Linked DNA regions of Mus musculus: region 1 is linked to region 2. Evidence: chromatin contacts called from public HiCAR-type data. All regions are on one chromosome and are shown on one strand. The core of a region is the stretch at or near the end of the contact, and the rest is flanking DNA. Distances in the headings are between cores, read along the strand shown.

What was found. HiCAR-type assays count read pairs that join an accessible place to other places.
Region 1: a contact with region 2 is called in a HiCAR-type map of astrocytes, with 5 times the contacts expected there. The contact joins two enhancer-like sites. A contact is called at or near these places in 1 of 484 Hi-C or Micro-C datasets (nephron progenitors) and 2 of 115 datasets of contacts at active chromatin or transcription factors (both in astrocytes).

What each region holds. Positions count from the first base shown.
Region 1 is chr13:59,179,653-59,182,458 of GRCm38.p6, forward strand. All of the region lies in intron 3 of Gm34354 (a long non-coding RNA gene), which reads left to right. Among named protein-coding and RNA genes, the nearest start is that of Gm34354, 32 kb to the left of the region's middle. Within about 2 kb of position 1,374, at least 18 of the 459 cell types and tissues checked have an H3K27ac peak or open chromatin away from gene starts, as enhancers often do. A contact at or near this core is called in astrocytes, where this site is marked.
Region 2 is chr13:58,840,164-58,843,155 of GRCm38.p6, forward strand. It overlaps Ntrk2 (neurotrophic tyrosine kinase, receptor, type 2), which reads left to right. Exons shown (of 18, transcript NM_001025074.2): 5 at 2,713-2,781. Among named protein-coding and RNA genes, the nearest start is that of Ntrk2, 34 kb to the left of the region's middle. Within about 2 kb of position 1,293, at least 72 of the 459 cell types and tissues checked have an H3K27ac peak or open chromatin away from gene starts, as enhancers often do. A contact at or near this core is called in astrocytes, where this site is marked.

The DNA of each region.
Region 1 (2,806 bases), core at 124-2,623, 340 kb after region 2:
TCCCCCAAAGGATCTATAATATACATTCCCCAGAGACATCTTAACATAAAACATTTTTAGGTACTCCTAATTTTTTTAAGCTATGACTATTGAGTAAATAAAATAAGAAAGAAATTTTTAGTAGAACTTCTGTGTTTGATGTCAAATTTTATAACCCAATGAAGCTTTCCTCTTACAAGTAATGTTGTTTTATATAAGCAAATAACATTTTAAGGATTTATAAAACATTTAACAGACCTCAAAATGCCATTTAAATGGGTATTAAGAAGGCAAATGGATACTTTAGTTCCTCAGCCTGCTTAAAAGGCACTTTAACATATCCCTAAGCATTCACGTTCACTTAGGCACACACGCATGTTAAAGGATGTCAAGACTTACAAACAAAATTAAAAAGACGTAAAAATGGTAAAATATTCCCATTTCTGTCTTTGGAGGGAATGGGGTTAGCTCTTGGGGAGCTTGTCAGGCTGCCTTTGTCTGTCTGTCAGTGTGTTACCTTCACTCTCTTGGAATGGTCCTGTCAGGGTTGTTTAACATCAAGAGGGCAGTTGGCCCCCATCAGTTGGTTGACACTGTGTGGCCTGGTGTCCCTGTGTCACTGACAATCTTTGTACCACCCCAAAATGAATCCGATATCAGCTTTTATAATCTTTATCTCATCATTTTTTATTTTGTCTCACAAAATACAAATATTAATTTAAAGCATACCCAGATGCTATAATTTAATATTCTATTTATTTCTGGCATTGGAATAAAATAGATTTTAAACCACCAGCCTTGCTTGTAGCCAGTCCCCTCACTAAATCCTCCTGTTAATTTTAAAACTCAAAATTCTTTTGAGTTTTCTTTGTACACACTTATCTCTTTAAATAATGAGAGGTTTTTTTTTTCTTTTCCTTTTCTAACCCTTGAAGGCTTTTACTTAATTTCCCTCCCCATGCCATTCTGCAAAATATCCAGTCTTCACTGAACAAGAGGCTCTGAGTATCTCTGTTCCATTCTGAGTCTCAAAGGGGAAGTCTTTCATAGTTCACTGTTAAATATGGTGTTTACTGTAAGACTCCAAGGAAGCCTCTTTCACATTAAAAAGCACTCCTCCGTTTCTAGCTTGCCAGGCAGTTTTTCCATGGCTGGACTTTCTGTTTTATTCTTTTTAACAAATAAATGTTACAATGCCTTCCACTTCTGTTAGTGTGGCGAGTTACCCAGGCTCTCGGAACATTAACCCACTCACGCATCAATTGATTTGCAAGTGTTTCAAGATTTTTATACAATGTTCATGAGGGAAATTGGCATGTAATCTTCTTTCTCACAGTCTCCTTGCCAGGGTCTGGCATCAGAATGCAGCCTTCCTCCTCCGAGAACCAGCTTGGGCACGCTCCATCTTTTCTCATCGAGGTCCACATGATTTCTTCCTTAAACGTTTGGGAAGATTCGCTAGTACAAGCATCTGGGCCCAAAGTTGTTTTTCTGGAAAGGAAGCATTCGATTTATCTAAGAAATAAAATGCGCTCAGATTTTTCTACTTCATGGGTCAGATTTGGCAACTCGAGATTTTTGAGGAATTTGTCCATTGGCAGCCAAATCTTCACATTTCTTGGAGTAAGACTGTGGTTAGGATGCTCGGGAGAGCATTTTAGCTTCAGCAGGATACATTCCAATGCCACTTTACTTATGTTAACGGCAGCATTTTCTTTTTCTTTCATGCCTGTCACGAGCAGGTTGTGGGTCTCGGTCACCCATTCCGTGAACCATTGTTGGCTCTCACTGGTCCTTGTCATTTACACGGCATCATTGTTATTACAGCTGAGCCTCTGACTTCTGTGTTTTCTTGTTTCCCACCTCCAGCTTCTTTGTTACCCTTTGCCTACTTTGTTGAATCGGAAGCTCGCAATCACGTGTTTTAGAACTTTGTGTGTTTATTTATTCTTCTCTTGGAAATTTTGGTGAAAATCTCAGTCAACTTGAGAGCAAAAATGTACCTGCTTGTTTCTTGCCCCGTTTTCTGTGCACAGCGACTGTGTCCCAGTGGATAGTGTGCTGATGGGTTTTTTCTTTTTTAAATTTCGTTATCTATGTTTCTATTTTATCAACTACAGGCGCTCCCCTTGTCTGTGTCTGTAGAATCAGCTCCACTTCCCTCCACACACGGTTGTCTCTCTCATGGCACTCACACATTTACAGTCTTGAATTTTCCAAGGAGACAGGTATGTTTATCACTAGGAAATCACTTGCTATATACTTAGGAATGAATGTCTCTTGACCGGATCCCACTTTATCTGAGGTTAGTGGAGTTCAGAGTGCATCCTTCCAACTTGTGACTGAATGTGTTTAAATATAATCTCTATGTATTTTTGCACTCGGGCAGAATATGAATGCTTTTATAATTTTATTCCATCTGATGACCTGAGATTTTACTTAGTCCATTTTCATTTGTTGTAACTGTGAATGTATTGGAGTTTAGAGCTACTAATTTATTCTTGAATTTTGTTCCTTCTTTTGGAGTAAAAAATTATTTTTCCTCTAAAGCTGTTAGAATGGTTTACACTTTCTTTTTCTTTAAATTGTCATCATGTAGATGAAACATAAATTACATTTTTTTTGGGGGCTGGGCTACTAGCTAGTACTTAACTATGTGAATTAATTTTGACTACCTGAAAATTTACCTCTTTTTCTTTTAAAATGTGACCACCATGAGTTTGACTCTAACTACATCATACAAGGACTGCTACTTTGTCTTTTTTTATGTAGTGTTTTTATTTATTCCGTGAGAATTCCACGCAATATGCTTTGTTTTCTTTAGTTA
Region 2 (2,992 bases), core at 43-2,542:
GTGTAGGGATGCAGGAGGAGTCGGCTCTAGCATCTGTCTTCTGTCCTAGCCTCTGCTTAGGACTGGGGACCCTGGGGATCACCTTGCTTTGCCTGGATTTTCTGAACTCAAATTGTACTGACCTGGGTTATCAGCACAGTGAGGTGCACACGACTAATGAAGCTGCCGCTCTGTAACCTGAGGGTGGCCTGAAGGTCCTTCTGAGCTCCCCTGCCTCTATAGAAAGGAATGGACGAGTTAGAGAAAGGACTGAAGGAGCTGAAGGGGGTCAAAACCCCATAGAAAGAACAACAATATCAACCAACCAGACCCCTCAGAGCTCCCACCAACCAAAGAGTACACATGGAGGGACTCATGGCTCCAGCCACACATGTAGCAGAGGATGGCCTCGTCAGGCATCAATGGGAGAAGAGGCCCTTGGTACTGTGAAAGCTTGATGCCCCAGTGTAGGGGAATACCAGGATGGGAGTGGGTGGGTAGGTGGATGAGGACATGCCATCATAGAAGCAGGGGAAGGGAGATAGGGACTTTTGGGAGGGAGGGGGATCAGGAAAGGGGATAACATTTGAAATGTAAATAAAGAAAATATCCAATAAAAAGAGAGAGTAATGAGGGACAATTGGGACTGTTGTACTTCAGGTTTTAGGGACCTCACAAGAGAGCGCAGCCTCATCTTTGCCTCAGTTTGCCTGGTCAGTGTTAGCCTGACACAGTCACCATCCAGTGCTGATCTCTGATTATAAGTCTGGGTGCCTTTAATTGCTGCCCAACCCCTAGAACCCCGGGACTGTGAGAAAAGCCAGCATTTGTGTTTTCCAGGGGCTCTGCCGAGGTGCTAATTAGGCTCTTAGCAAAGTTTTACAATCAAACAGTAAGAGGATTGTTGATTTTTTTCTTCCTTCTTCCTCCTTTTTGGCTTTTGGCCCCATTCCTAAGTATGCTTCATAAAACTCATCTTGTTCTTTGGCCCGTAACCCCGAGCTGCAGTGTGCTGCTGGCAACCCAGACTAGCAGCTGCTCCAGGGAGGGTAGAGCTGAGCTGAGCGGAGCAGACTGGGAGAGGTGGCTCCATGGGGCAGCATAGAGCTGATGGGGGGTGGGGTGGGGTGGGAGAGGCAGCTCCACAGGGCAGCATAGAGCTGATGGGTGGGGGCGGGAGGCTGCTCCATAGGGTAGTGTGAGCTGATGTGTGTGTGTGTGTGTGTGTGTGTGTGTGTGTGTGTGTGTGGTGGGGTGTGGGGGAGATGATGCGGAAGTTTCCTCATCCCTCTTTTTCCTTCTCTCTCCCTCCTGGTCTCTGCTTTTCTCTCCCCTTCCCTCCACTCCCTTCCCCTTCTCTCCCCTCTCTTCCTCTTTCCTCCCCTCCCTCCCTTCCCCAGTCTTTCCTTTCCCTCGCTCCTCCTTCCCTTCCCCTCCCCTCCCCTCCATCCCTGCCCCTGTACCCCTTTTATTTATTTTTGGGGAGAAGAACAGATTTTTTTTTCCTTTTTTTTCAGGCTTTGTGATGAGTATGAACACACCTGAGCCTTAAAGACAGGCAGAGATTTTTTGTGTGATATTGTTCCACAGAAGCCATTCTTAATTCATGTCCCCAAAGAAAAGGCTTACATGGGCATGTCTCTCTCACGACTTCCTGATGGGTTCGAGTATATTTTCATCCCGGGTACCCTTCTCTCCTTTCACCAGCTAACCCTGTCAGCCTGTGATTTAGCTCCTACAGATGACTGAGATGTCATTGGCCTGATAGCATTCTGGCCTTAGGTCCAGGGCAGAGCCAGGGTTACTGTCCCTAGCAGACTTTCTTCTTAGACACCTGCCTGCCTGGGCCACTCGAGAAGCCAGGAGCTGCGTGGATGGGGTCTTGGCTGTTTTTGTGGGCTGTGTGTTTTCACACTTTTGCTACTTTTCAAAAATATCCATCCAGAGGCTCAAGAACTTTAAGTAAATATGAAACAGTAAACAAATTCAGCTGCCAGGATCACTGGAAACACTCAAACAACAGGCATTTGGAACACACCAGGAAATTCATAAGGTTTTTTTTCCTCCCTCCCATGGATAGAAAGAGCATCTTTCTGTTGCTTTGTTTAAATTATAAAGATGCTGTGTTTTGGGGGAGCTCACGATAAAGTCTGACACATGCCCTGTTCCCCAGTGTTCTGCCCTGGTCTCTTCTTGGAGCTACTCCTTCATTGAGGTCACATGTAAATAGTCCCACCAGGCAGGCGGCTTCCGTCAGCAGGTGTATTCCTTCCGGGAAAGACAGTTGAAAGTCTCTCTAGCCCAGGTTTTGTTTGTCACACACCTTAAAAATGTTCAAGATGCCTCTTAGTTTTAGAATCTCTCTCTTTCCTCCTCTCATGGGCTTATACTGTGCTGTTTTATTACATATTCCCCCAATTAAGTGCTCAAAGCATCGGGAGCCCAACTGGGAGAGAACTGGACTTTCAATCGATACACGAGACATAAACGTTTGGGTGAAACAAAGATATTAAAGAGAGACTCTGAGAAACATACACTCTTCTCTCATAGTGCATAGGCACTGTAAGCGAGGCAGGGACCCCCGGAAGTTATCTTCTCATGTAAAAGGCACAGTTTGGCTCCAAGTAAGATGGGTACCCGAGTCCAGGAAAATTACGCTTTAAAAAACAAAACCACTATCATTCTTAAATCATAACCTTTAAAGTTACACTTAACATATCTGATTTCTTTCAGAAATTTCACACGAAACAAGCTGACGAGTTTGTCCAGGAGACATTTCCGCCACCTTGACTTGTCTGACCTGTAAGTAACGATTTTGTCTGGCATTTGGGAGGAAATTTTCAAAAGGAAGGATAATTATGTTTTCTTTCTTTTCTTTTCTTTCTTTTTTTTTGAATGAGTACCATTGCAAGTGTACGTTGCATCAAAATTATTGAAAAATGGTTTCTCTAGCTTTGCCCAATTGGGTGACTACAATCCCTGTCTCCTTTATATGTCATTATGATCAGCTGAA